Regions from separate parts of the Pan troglodytes genome. Here regions 1 and 2 are each linked to region 3. A link is a contact called in public HiChIP or PLAC-seq data. All regions are on one chromosome and are shown on one strand. Each heading gives the region's core, a stretch centred on a gene start, on an enhancer-like site or on the middle of the called end of the contact. The rest is flanking DNA. Distances are from core to core; before and after follow the strand shown.

Region 1 (3,814 bases), core at 795-3,294, 130 kb after region 3:
AGTGAGATCCCCATCTCTACAAAAATGTTAAAAAAAAATGAGCTGGGTACGGTGGTGCATGCCTCATGCTCAAGTAGTCCCAGCTACTTGAGGGGTCTGAAGCAGGAGGATAGGTGGATCCCAGAGTTCGAGGCTGCAGTAAGCCATGATCGCGCCACTACACTCCAACCTGGCTGACAGAGTGTGACCCAGTCTCTAAAAAAAAAAATTAAAAAGAGAAAGAAATGGAGCCAGTCACAATCCCCTTAAGGCACGGTTATGAGGGTTGAAGGAGTGGGTCGTGGGTATTAGAAGCTGTCACTGCAGCCGATCCCCCTTCAAGTGGGGCTCTGCCTCGGACCCTTTGCATGCTCTGCTCCGGTTCCCAGGAACGTCCTCTGCCAGCTCCTCATGAAGCCCACTGACCCCTTCTTGTCCGTCGCCTCCTCCAGGAGACCTTCTCACCAAACTGCTTCCCCCTGCCCCTCAAGTTCACCTGTTCCACTCCCTTCAAAGCACCAGACAGTAACTGAAATTGTGTTGGGTTTTGTTTCCACTAGACTGTAAGTGACTTGAAGGTGAGGATTTGGGTTACCCCGGGTCACTGTAGATGAAACCAAGTTCAAAAAGCACCAGCTGCCCACATGGAGCAGTCTCCCTTGTCACTCTCTGGGTGACCTGAAGTTAGTAGTTTGTCCCCTTGTTGGAGGGTGGGACTCTGGCGACCTGTAGTAGCTCGTCCATTGGTTGGAGGGTGGGACTCTGGGTGACCTGAAGTTAGTGGCTTGTCTGTTGGAGGGCGGGACAGCACCCACATCTGTCTCATGGGTGTAGGAAACATGCAGGGAGAATGCCACCCTGGGTGGGTGCAGTGGCTGACGTCTGTAATCCCAGCATTTTGGGAGGCTGAGGCAGGAGGATCTCTTGAGCCCAGGAGTTGGAGACCGGCCTGGGCAACATAACAAGATCCCCCTTCTCTACAAAAATTTTAAAATTTGTTTTGGTGTGGTGGCTCGTGCCTGTAGTTCCAGCACTTTGGGAGGTTGAGGTGGGAGGATTGCTTGAGTCCAGGAGGTCGAGGCTGCCGTGAGCTAAGACTATGCCAATGCCCTCCAGCCTCGGTGACAGAGTGAGACCCTGTCTCTAAAAAAAAAAAAAAAAAATGAATACAACCCTACCCTCTGCTACCTCTGTCTCTGGTCTCAAAAGAAGCTATAGCTGGACAGGAGGCCCCAGCCTGGTTGTTGACTTTCCTAGGCAGGTGTTCAAAGAGCTCCGACCTCCTGGGCCCCATACCTGGGGGTACTAAGCAGGACCAGCTCCCCACTGGTTCACTTCAGGCCTGACCCCAGAGGGTGCTGGGGAGGGGCACCTCCCATGCAGAGGCGCTGCATGGATAACCCAGAGTGGAGGGCCCATCTGTGTGTCCGCCTGTTCTAGGAACTGCGCCAGGGTCACCCACAGGTGAACAGCCCTCCAGAGTCCCCTCTGCACACCAGGGAGAGGGTGGGGGTCCCCCACCCCATTTTCCAGTCCTCTCTTGGCCTCGCCCCTATGCTTGACTGAGGCCTGCTCGATAGCATGTGGGGCTTGGCGCCTCTGTAAAGCTCACCCTGTCTACTCCACCTCAAAGGTTTTCTTGAGGGTGCGGGCCTCTGGCTCCTGCCTGACACAGATCTTCACATGTGGGAGGTCCCTATAAGAAGAGCTGGCCCCTAACAGAAGCAAGCAGGGAGAGCGGATGTCCCTGAGTTCCCCATAGATGCTCTGCACACAGTAGCTGCCTGACAGGAATAAGGTCAGGAGAAGACCCTGGGGGCTGGCCCCCTAGGGTGAGGCCCCTTCTGGTAGCTTGAGCAGCTGTAGCCCTTGGGTGCCTATAAACCTAGCTCTGCCCAGAGGGAGGGTGCAGGCTGGAAATCCACCTGACACACAGCTCAGCAGAAGGCAGACTCTAGGCTCTTCCCTCGCCACTGGGGGAGAATTGGGGGTGCCGAGGACAAGGGACACAGCAGGCTCAGGCCGCGGGGGCTGGGTGCAGGGAGGCAGGTATGACCTCAGGGCCCGGGTGCGCCGGTTCAAGGCTGCCCTCTGCCGGGCACTTGGGCTGGTGCAGCGGACAAGGAGGCTGGCTCCAGGGAAGAGAAGGAAAGTCCTGACCAGGCAACTTTATTGTGACCCCGAGGTGGGGCTCTTCACTGGGGGCCTCCTGAAAGTGGAGAGTTGGGGGTGAGGGGCTCTCATGTTGCCCCCGCAACACCCCTGTTACATTCAGACACAGATGAAGGGGCTGGACAGGGGCACCCTGTGCCTGCAGCACAGCCCAGGGAAGGCCCACTTTGCACCGTGCCCCCCAAGGCGTGGCTCCTCATTTCTTGAATCCTGGCTTCTTGGCTCTGGCTGTGGCTTTGGCCTGTGGAGGGAAGGCAGGGCTCCAGGGTCCCATTCCCTTCTCCATACCAGGCAGCCCCCTCCAGAGAATACTCGCCTGTCCCAAGGGCCACAGCCCTCTGGTCCTACTCACCTTTTTCACAGGGCTCTTGTCTCTAACGCTGGCTCTGCAACAGGGTGGAGCGGAGCAGGAGTGGGATTGGGGTCAGGGAGAGAGCTCAGCTCCAGACCAGCGGCGTGGCCCTCCCAGTGCCCACCCTGGAAAGCAAGCCTGGCTGCTCCTCCTGGGGACCACTCGGACTCTTTAAACAAAGGGATGTGTGTGTGTGTGCATGCATACGCATATGTGTTTTCCTTAGGCTTCCATCTTCATTTAGTTATCACAAATGTCTTTTGTTTTGTTTTGTTTTTGAGATGGAGTCTGGTTCTGTTGCCCAGGCTGGAGTGCAGTGACACTATCACAGCTCACTGCAGCCTCGACCTCCTGGGCTCGAGTGATCCTCCTGCCTCAGCCTCCTGAGAAGCTGGGACTGCAGGTGTGCACCACCACACCTGGCCCACAAATGTCTTTTTCATTATAAAACATTAACCATTTTGTACAAAATATAGCAAATAGACAAGAAAATACATTACTTATAGTTTTCTTTACTGCCCACACTAAACATTTTGGTGTATTTTCTTTCAGGGTTAATATTTTTTTCTTGGTCAAACTTTTTTTTTTTTTTTTTGAGATGGAGTCTTGCTCTGTTGCCCAGGCTGGTGTGCAGTGGTGTGATCTTGGTTCACGGCATCCTTCGCATTCCGGGTCTAAGTGATTCTCCTGCCTCAGCCTCCCGAGTAGCTGGGATTACAGGCACATGCCACCACGCCCAGCTGAATTTTGTATTTTAGTAGAGACAGGGTTTTGCTATGTTGGCAAGGCTGGTCTTGAACTCCTGACCTCAAGTGATCCTCCCACCTTGGCTTCCCAAAGTGCTGGGATTACAGGCGTGAGCCACCGTACCCGGCCTGGTCAAACTCTTTTAAAAAATATGTGAAATAAAATAAAAATGACTTTATGTCCTGCTGTATGAACTATCAATATTCTTATCAGGTGCAGAGGCTCACACTTGTAATTCCAATGCTTTGGGAGGCTGAGGCAGGAGGATTGCTTGAGGTCAGGAGTTTGAGATCAGCCTGGGCAACATAGAAAGACCCTGTCTCTACACAAAACTTAAAAGTTAGCCATGCATAGTGGCACGTGCCTATAGTCCTAGCTACTTGGAAAGCTGAGGTGGGAGGATTGCTTGAGCCCAGGAAGCTAAGGCTGCAGTGAGCCATGATTGTGCCATCACACTCCAGCCTGGGTGGCAGAGCAAAACCCTGTCTCATTAAACAAACAAACCAAAACCATACACATACTTTCCAGGTTGCTATATTCTTCATAAGCATTATGTAATATTCC
Region 2 (3,971 bases), core at 39-2,538, 250 kb after region 3:
CCCCCGCGGCTCCTCTCACCTGCACATGATCCGCCATTTTGCTCCATTCATGCTCCTCTCCGGCCCCCCCTCCCCCCCAGCGCGCACCTCGGCCGGAGCCGCTGCCGCCGCCGCCGCCGACGCCGTCGCCGCTGCGCCTGCGCGCTGGGGACTCGTCGCGCTGCGCTCGTGGCGTAGCGCCGCTCAGCTGCGCAGGCCCCGGCGGCCCGGGCCGTGGTTGGAGAATGCGCAGCACCGCTGGGACGGCGTAAAGGCGCGGGCAACGTCAGCGGCCCGGAGACGCCGGGTGGGAGGAAGGAGCGGGCCGGGGGAGCGCGAAGGAGGGGCGGCTGGGGGAACAAAGCTTTGTTTACATGGTTTTTAAAGGGGCCGCGCTCGCTCCGGCGGGCGGGCGCTGGAGTGGGAGTTGGCGCTGCCTTCTGCTCGTTTGCGTGGTGAGGGCTCCTGGATGGGGGCCGAGGTCTGTCGCCGCCCCGGGACCCCTGCACCCAGTGGCTTCCTCTCTTCCCAACCGTCTTCCCCCTTGACTCGCCCCTGGACATCTCCCACCCCCACCCCACCTTGCAGCTACGGGGACCCCCACACCCCACCTAGGCTGCCTGCGAGATTCCTTACTTTCCAATGCCCTCTTCTCAACGGGGGCCGATTCTGTGCTTGTGTCTGTCTAGCTTTCTGGACCACGGCCATCGCTCTCTGGTCTGGATTTCACCAGCAACCCCAGTGGTTGATCTCGTGTTTTTCATTTCTGTCCTTTCGTCCTTGATAAACATTCATGGAAATAACCACCGAATGGTGGTGATGATCAAAACATACGAAGGCACAGTTCTGGCTTCCCAAAGACATTGTCATCGTTGCCAATACTCTAGACTGCCTCCCGAGAGGGTCAGATGCTGGAAGAGGCAGCGGGGCTGGTGGTTAGGACCCCTAGGCTCGGTCTTGTGGAGGTATGAGTGGGAAAGCCATCTCTCTGGGTCAGATAAGGTCAGCCCCTGCATGCTGAGGCCAATTCCAGTCTTCCTCACTAGGAATTATCTGTTAGATAATGCCGGTTCCTGTTTTCCATTGGATTCCACTGTGGCTTCCTTTTAAGGCCCCCAGATTAGATCATAGCTGGATTCTGAGAGCACTGATTGTTTGAAGTTTGTATTTACAGGGGACTACCATCATATGCAAATGATGGTGGTAGTGAATTACACACCCTTGGTGGATGTAGTGGACCGGTGCTCAGCATTCATTTCGACTTCCGTCCTCCTAGTGGGTCTTCCTGGTTTGCAGAGGTAGGGCACCTGGAAACTACATTACCCAAACTTCCTTGCAGCTAGGGTTCTGTATGCAAATTAGGCTCTGCCAATTAGGCTGACTCAGAGAAGATTTAAGAGGCAGAAGATTTAAGTGGCAGAGCTTTTGACTGTTAACTTCTAGCGAGCATAGACCTTTTGAGATGTTGGGTTTTTGTTTTTCCCCAAAACCTCCCAGCGTCCTATCATTAGCTCCGAGCGTATAAAGAGGCAGGGTGATGGGGTCAGTGGCTTTCTGAACCTGGCATCGGGCAATGAAATATTCTCAGAGTCACAATTGCAATGGAAATTCTTTGGATTCCCTACTGGACTGAATAGAGGTAACAGTTTCACAGTGGGCCAGGCCCAAATTTCTGTCCACCCTCCCTTCCCCCACCCCCGCACCCCAACCTCCCCGTGTTTCTCCCTGTGTCTTCCCTTCCTCAGTAAATGGTACCACCATTCATCCAGTTGCTCCTAATAAACACTCAGGAGTTGATTCTTCAAGTCTTATCAGTCCCCAACATGCAAGTCACCTGCAAGTCCTGTTCAATCTATATCTAATATATACCCAATATGACCACTTCTCCATCCATCTCCACTGTTAACACCTTGGTCCAAGCCACCATTACCTTTCTCCTGTGCTCTGGTAATAGATTCCTAATTAGTTTCCCTGCTTCCTGTCTTGCCCCTTGATAACCCATTTTCCATATAGCTGGCTGCTGCAGAACATTATTTTATTTATTTGTTATTTTTTGAGACAGAGTCTTGCTCTGTTGCCCAGGCTGGAGTGCAATGGCGCCATCTCTGCTCACTGCAACCTCCGCCTCCCTGGTTCAAGCGATTCTCCTGCCTTAGCCTCCCAAGTAGCTGAGATAACATGCGCCCACCACCATACCTGGCTAATTTTTGGATTTTTAGTAGAGACAGGGTTTCACCATGTTGGCCAAGCTGGTCTGGAACTGCTGACCTCAGGTTATCCGCTCGCCTCTGCCTCCCAAAGTGCTGGGATTACAGGTGTGAGCCACTGCGCCTGGCCAGAACATTTTTTTAAAATCATAATTCAGATAATTTACACTCCTACTTAAAATCCTTAAGTGGCCTCATGTTGCATTTAGAATTCGAATCTTTGCTGTGGCTCAAGAGGTCGTATGAGCTGACCTCACTCTACCATGCCCCCTCTGGCTCAATGCTCTGTGGTCATTCTGGCCTTGCAGTTCTGCAAAGCCAGGATCTCCTGCCTCAGGGCCTTTGCACTTGCAGTAACTTCTGCCTGGATTGGTTTCCCTTCAGATCGTGAAATGGCTGGCTCACTCTCCTCATGGACTTTTCAGCTCACTTGTCACCTCTCAGAGAGCCTTTTCTCACCACCCTCTTGAAAGTTGTCCCCTGTGCCTATCACTATCACAGCATTGATCACTGTCCAAAACTACATATTATTACTCTTTCATTATCAGTCCCTCCAACTAAAAGCAGACATAGTATAAACAACGATTCTGTCTATGTTGTATCCCTAGTACCTCTGCACAGAGTAGATGCTCAGTAAATAATTGTTGAGGCGGGGCATGGTGGCTCACACCTTTAATCCCAGCACTTTGGGAGGCTGAGGGGGGTGGATCAACTGAGGTCAGGAGTTTGAGAGCAGCCTGGCCAACATGGTGAAACCCCATCTCTACTAAAAATAAAAAAAATTAGCCAGGCATGGTGGTGCGCGCCTGTAATCCCAGCTACTCAGGAGGCTGAGGCAGGAGAATGGCTGGAACCCAGGAGATGGAGGTTGCAGTGAGCCGAGATTGTGCCACTGCATTACAGCCTGGACGACAGAGTAAGACTCCATCTCAAAAAATAAATTTAAAAAACTGTTGAATGTATTAACTTCTTTATGTCTCATTCTAGGGTGCATGTGGGTTTCATATGAAGACATAAAGCATTCTAAATATTATGTCACTGTTAGGTAACATGTTATGTTATGTTATGTTATGTTATAGGCCCTTCCTCTCAGCGGGTTTCTAGAACTGGGTTCTCTCTTTCCTTAGTACTGAGAAAAGTGATAGACTTAATGGAGAAAGGGTGGGGGCTACAAATGAAGCTCAAGAGACTGGCATTGTCCCTCTCCCACACCCCACAGTCAGGGACCACTGGGGGTGGAAGGGGCAGGGATGGGATCCTTCAGAACACACGCTCACTGATTCTTTCGCTCAGTCCTTCACCTGTCTCAGGCCCACATCAGTTCTCTGCCTATCCTATACGTACTTACCTGTTGTGTGCCCAGAACTACCCCTTAGCTAGCTTCCCTACCTGCACATCATTTGAGGGTTACCTAATCCCCAAGCCTGCCCAAGGAGTCAGACACAGTCTCCTCTCCTCCTTCCTTTGTTGCCCCAAAGACAAGGTCCCAGCCCTCTTATGTTAGGATTGGGTTGCTAATCACCGCAGCAGAATAGTAATGAAAATTTCTTGGAGCTGTGGTTCCTGACTCCTGCTGAGAGAAACCATTGTAAGGAACAGGATCCCAGTGGCTTAGAATGAGCCACAGGTGGGGTTTGGAGTGCCTTTTCCTTTCCCGTAAAAACAAAGACAAGCCAAGAGGCACCCTCAACTCCTTTACAATGCTTTTTCTACACATCATTGGTGCCTGCGGACCCTAAGGGCTTCTCATTCTGTGCGCTTCTGCTGTGTCTTGGAGCAATGTCT
Region 3 (4,053 bases), core at 714-3,213:
CAGTCTGAGGCACAGAAAACAGGGAGTAGGGAGCCCACATTTATTTAGCGCTGACTGTGTGTTAAGCACTATTAAGTGTTTTATGTATCTTTTCATATTTAACCCTTACCACCAACTCTATGGGAAGATGTATGAGCAGTTCCATTTTACAGGTGTGAAAGTGGCAGTTCAGACATGATCATTACCATTCTGAGGTGGTACAGCTATAATGAGTAGCAGGGTCAGGATTGAAAGCTAGATGTGCCTGCCTTCAAAGTCCATGCGCAGTCCTCTCTGCCCTGTACCCACTCCCAGCACCCAGCAAGAAAAATGACAGCAAATGTCCTGGTTTACCCGCAGCCCAGCAGGTGTAGAGGGGTAAGGGCTGAGGGATTTGCCCTGATTTCCTCCATTGGATGGTCTCTTATTCCTGCCTGTGGGCCACCCTCCCAGGAGAGTCCCTGAACAGGGTCTCCAGAGCCAGGACTAGAGCAACCTGCCCCTCCGCCCCTCGTGCCCCACACAGGCAGTCCAGTTCTAGCAACTATGCCACTTCCCCTGGCTCTGGCTATTTGGAGATGAGCTGAAGTCAGAGAGGCAGGAAGTCAAGGAAAAGTTCTGATATCTTGTCCCTGTGTGTCCCCAAACAGCCTGCCCAGGGTCATCCAATCAGGCAAATGGCCCGAGTGCCTGGCCATCTGGTCACTCCAGGGGCAGGACCCTTCTGGGCTCAGCAGGAGTGAAGGGGTTACATAGAGTCTTCAGAGACAAAGAACACACACACACATACAGGCAAACACACACTCCGGGGTCCTGACCTCAGCTAATTAGCCTCTGGTGTCTCGGGGGTGACAGAGCTGATATACAATATCTGGGTTCTCTTTGTATTTTCCCTCTTTCCACCCCAACTTGGCCTTGGCGGGGGTCTCCGGGCACATAGGGACAAAGTTAAGTCCCCCTTCTGGGTTGGCTTCTCTGACTTTGACAGCTGTCTCCTAAGTCCCAGAAAGCTTCAGCTACTGGTTAAACTACGGGATACCCAGAGAGCACGATCTCAGGGAATCCCTGGAAAAACTTTCTTCTTCCACTTGGGCTGGGTGGTGGCCGGGGGACCTGCTCCTTGGAGACTCAGGCCTCCCAGATCCAAGCCAGACAGATGTGCAGCCCCAGGGCAGCCCAGACAGGCTGGAAAACACCCAGCTCCTGGAGCAGGAGAGATGGGGGAGAAGGGGAAAGAACACACACACACACACACACACACACACACACACACACACACGCACAGGAGTTTGGCCAGAAAAGTTTCCTACAGAAGGAAAAGCCGCATTGCCCGCCGGTTTTCCCCGGACGCAAGGAGACTTCCTCTGGAATCCTCCGGGAAGATGAGAGGCAGCGGCAGCAGCTTCCACCAACAGCAGCAAAACTTCAGTCCGAAAAGTCCCCCAAATCCCCCTCCCTCTCCCCCTCGTTCTTTTGTTCCCCACTGCATTGCCAACCAGGCAGCTCCCGGCTTCCCACACTGGACTGTCCTCCCCCAACCCCAAGCCCGAACCCGCCCGCGCCTCCCCGCCTGGCCCGTCGCCGGGGGGCCGGGGGGCGCTCACCCGCCTTGCAGGGGTCTTTGTAGTTGAGGGGCTCCGAGTCGTCCTCCTCCGCCAGGTCATAGGTGTAGTCGGCCAAGTCCAGCGGCCGGCCGGGACGCGGGAGCAGCAGCAGCCCGAGCAGCAGCGGCAGGCGGGCCACGCCGGGCATGCTGGCGGGGCGGCGGCGAGGGAAGCGGGGCACTGGAGGCCAGGGGAGGGCGTCCTCTCGCCCACTTGCTTGCTCGTTCGCGACCGCGACCGCTCCCGCCCTCGCTCCCCGACCTCTTCCCCTTCCCTCTGCTCGCCTCCCTCCTTCCTGTCTCCCGCCCCCCGCTCGGCCCGCGGCTCCGCGCTCGTCCTCGGGCTCCAGCCGTCTCCCTCTCCCTTTCCTTCTTTTTCTCTCTTTCTTTCTCTCCCTCCCTCCCTCCCTCCGACTCCCCCCCCCCCTTTTTAGGGAAATGAGCTCGCTGGAGGGCGGGTTTTCGCCCGAGCTCTGCCCCCCTCGGGGCTGGGACAGTGCTCAGCCGGGCCGGGCCGTGCGCCAGCCGGGGCGGGGAAGGCGGAGAGCCGCGCGCCCGGGGAGGGGGCTCGGGCCGCCCGGGCCGCGGGCCGCGAGGCCGGGGCTGGAGCTCGGGCCCCGGGGTGCCGGGAGGGCTGTCGCTCCTGAGGTGCCCTCTAGCGGCGGCCTCCCCCGCGGGCGCGCGGCCGAGCCCCCGCCCCGCCGCGGGACACGCTGTCAGGTCCTCGCGCCGCCCCTGCCCCGCGCCCCCGCCTCGGGTCGGTCTCTCCGCCTGCGTCTCCCTATCTCCCCTTCTTGGACCCTCGCTCTCTCGCGTCTCGCTCTCTGCGCTCTGTCTCTCTCGCTGTCTTGGTGTCTCTCCCTCCTCCGGAGACGCCGCTGGAGGGCGCCGAAAGCCCGTGGATGGCTCCCTGCGAGCCCCTCTCCCCCGCCGAGGTGGACCCAGTGTCCCAGCGCCCTGGGACAGAGGGCGAATGGCAAACCCCACTTTGCTCTGCCAAGGCCCTTCCCTTCTTGGCCGGCCCCCGCCAGGGCAGGACTGCGCCCTGCAGGAAGACAGAAGCAGACCCTTTGCTTTTCAATCAGGCTGCTTTATTCTGTTGTGGCAGGAGTTCCCGGGCCCCTGGGCGCCACCTCTGCCCACTCCCATCCTCTCCCCAAGCTCCCATTTCTCCAGGGCTTGTCCCTGCGGTGTGGGCAGAAGCAGCTTCTTGCCCGTCTGCAAAAGCTGCAAAAGACCCTTTTCCCGGGGCGTTTCCTTTCCCCTTGGGGCTTCCACTGACCCTGTGAAGCAAAGGAATGTTGAGGATGGACAGAGAGAGTCAGGAGAGTGGGAAGTACCGGTCTGTGAGCTTCCCCTCCCGCGAGTTGCCTGGATGACCCCGCTTCAGTGGACGCCCCAGCGCCTGGTCAGCGCGACCGCTCCTCCACAGCCCGGGAAGGTGGCCCGAGCGCTCCTCCGCTGCTGATCAGGGGCCCTGGGATCACACCTGCTCACCGGAGGCGTCCTAGATGTAGTAGAGCGGCACCTCGCCACACAGGGTGCTCACGGCCATGCCCAGGAAGGCCGGGTCCCCTCCGGAGGGTGCTGAGCCTGCATCTCGCCCCTCTGCCTGGCCCAGCTTAGACGTAGGCACTGCGGGCTTGGCCTGCAGAGAGCATTCCATCTGGAATCTAGGAAGTGAGTTTCTATCCCATGTGCAGCCCTTATTGTGGGACTTCAGGTATATCAGGCAATCTCTCTGAGCCTCAGTTTCCTCATCAGTAAAGAGGGGCTGTGCTAGAGTCAGAAGCCACCAGGTAGTGAGTGGACTCAGCTGAGCCCAGCAGCTTGGCAGTGGGGTGGGAAGGAAAGGAGTCGTGCAGGGGAATAGGAGAGGGGCAGTCAGCTGGCAGCCAATGAGGAACAGTGCTTTACAGGTGACAAATAGCCACCATTCGGACACTCCTCCCAGCAGCCCTGGGAGGGAGACAGCCCACTCTTTTCACCCACACACACACACCTGGAAGTTCTGGACTTTTCTAGTGAGAGCCTCAAGACTGGGGATGCTCTCTGGAGCTATCTTCATGATGTAGCAGCAGGTGCCAGGGGCTGGCTTGTAGGCGATCAGCAGCTAGGCACAGAATGCTGGAGATCATTCGGGGGTCCCTGCCCTGCTCTCTCCCTGACCCAGGTCCTTAGCCACCTCCCTCTAGGTTGGGCACGGGAGTCATACTAGAATCTGGGGCTCAGGCAAAAAAGGGCTGGAGGAGAGGGAGAGATGGATGTGGATGAAGTGGCCCAGCTGGGTGGCTCTAGCAGAGCCTTGTCATTGGTCCCAGGGTCAGGAGGTCTGGGCATACCCACCTGCTGGTAGTCATACACCACGAGGCCAGTGGAGCCGATGGAGAAGGTGGCAGTGGTAACCAGGTGCTCACTCAGGGCCAGGCGTTGCTGGGCTTCCGGCGCCCCAATGCTCATCTCCAGAACCT

Evidence for each region. HiChIP or PLAC-seq counts read pairs in DNA pulled down with a chosen protein or histone mark.
Region 1: a contact with region 3 is called in an H3K4me3 HiChIP or PLAC-seq map of stem cell-derived excitatory neurons, with 5 times the contacts expected there. The contact joins the promoter of FGF17 here to the promoter of BMP1 in region 3. A contact is called at or near these places in 1 of 7 Hi-C or Micro-C datasets (induced pluripotent stem cells) and 1 of 1 datasets of contacts at active chromatin or transcription factors (stem cell-derived excitatory neurons).
Region 2: an H3K4me3 HiChIP or PLAC-seq map of stem cell-derived excitatory neurons shows a contact between it and region 3, with 2.7 times the contacts expected there. The contact joins the promoter of XPO7 here to the promoter of BMP1 in region 3. A contact is called at or near these places in 1 of 7 Hi-C or Micro-C datasets (stem cell-derived neural progenitor cells) and 1 of 1 datasets of contacts at active chromatin or transcription factors (stem cell-derived excitatory neurons).

Annotation. Positions count from the first base shown.
Region 1 is chr7:30,364,424-30,368,237 of NHGRI_mPanTro3-v2.0_pri, reverse strand. FGF17 (fibroblast growth factor 17) reads right to left here and starts at 2,044. Exons shown (of 5, transcript XM_009454965.4): 1 at 1-2,044. NPM2 (nucleophosmin/nucleoplasmin 2) reads right to left here. Exons shown (of 7, transcript XM_009454950.4): 7 at 2,133-2,392. The coding sequence ends at 2,251.
Region 2 is chr7:30,245,014-30,248,984 of NHGRI_mPanTro3-v2.0_pri, reverse strand. XPO7 (exportin 7) reads right to left here and starts at 1,288. Exons shown (of 28, transcript XM_063816905.1): 1 at 616-1,288. The coding sequence starts at 687. DOK2 (docking protein 2) reads left to right here and starts at 2,218. Exons shown (of 5, transcript XM_519640.7): 1 at 2,218-3,971.
Region 3 is chr7:30,492,584-30,496,636 of NHGRI_mPanTro3-v2.0_pri, reverse strand. It overlaps BMP1 (bone morphogenetic protein 1), which reads right to left and starts at 1,963. Exons shown (of 21, transcript XR_010159434.1): 1 at 1,584-1,963. SFTPC (surfactant protein C) reads right to left here. Exons shown (of 8, transcript XM_009454975.4): 5 at 3,929-4,051; 6 at 3,585-3,695; 7 at 3,080-3,230; 8 at 2,652-2,865. The coding sequence ends at 3,090.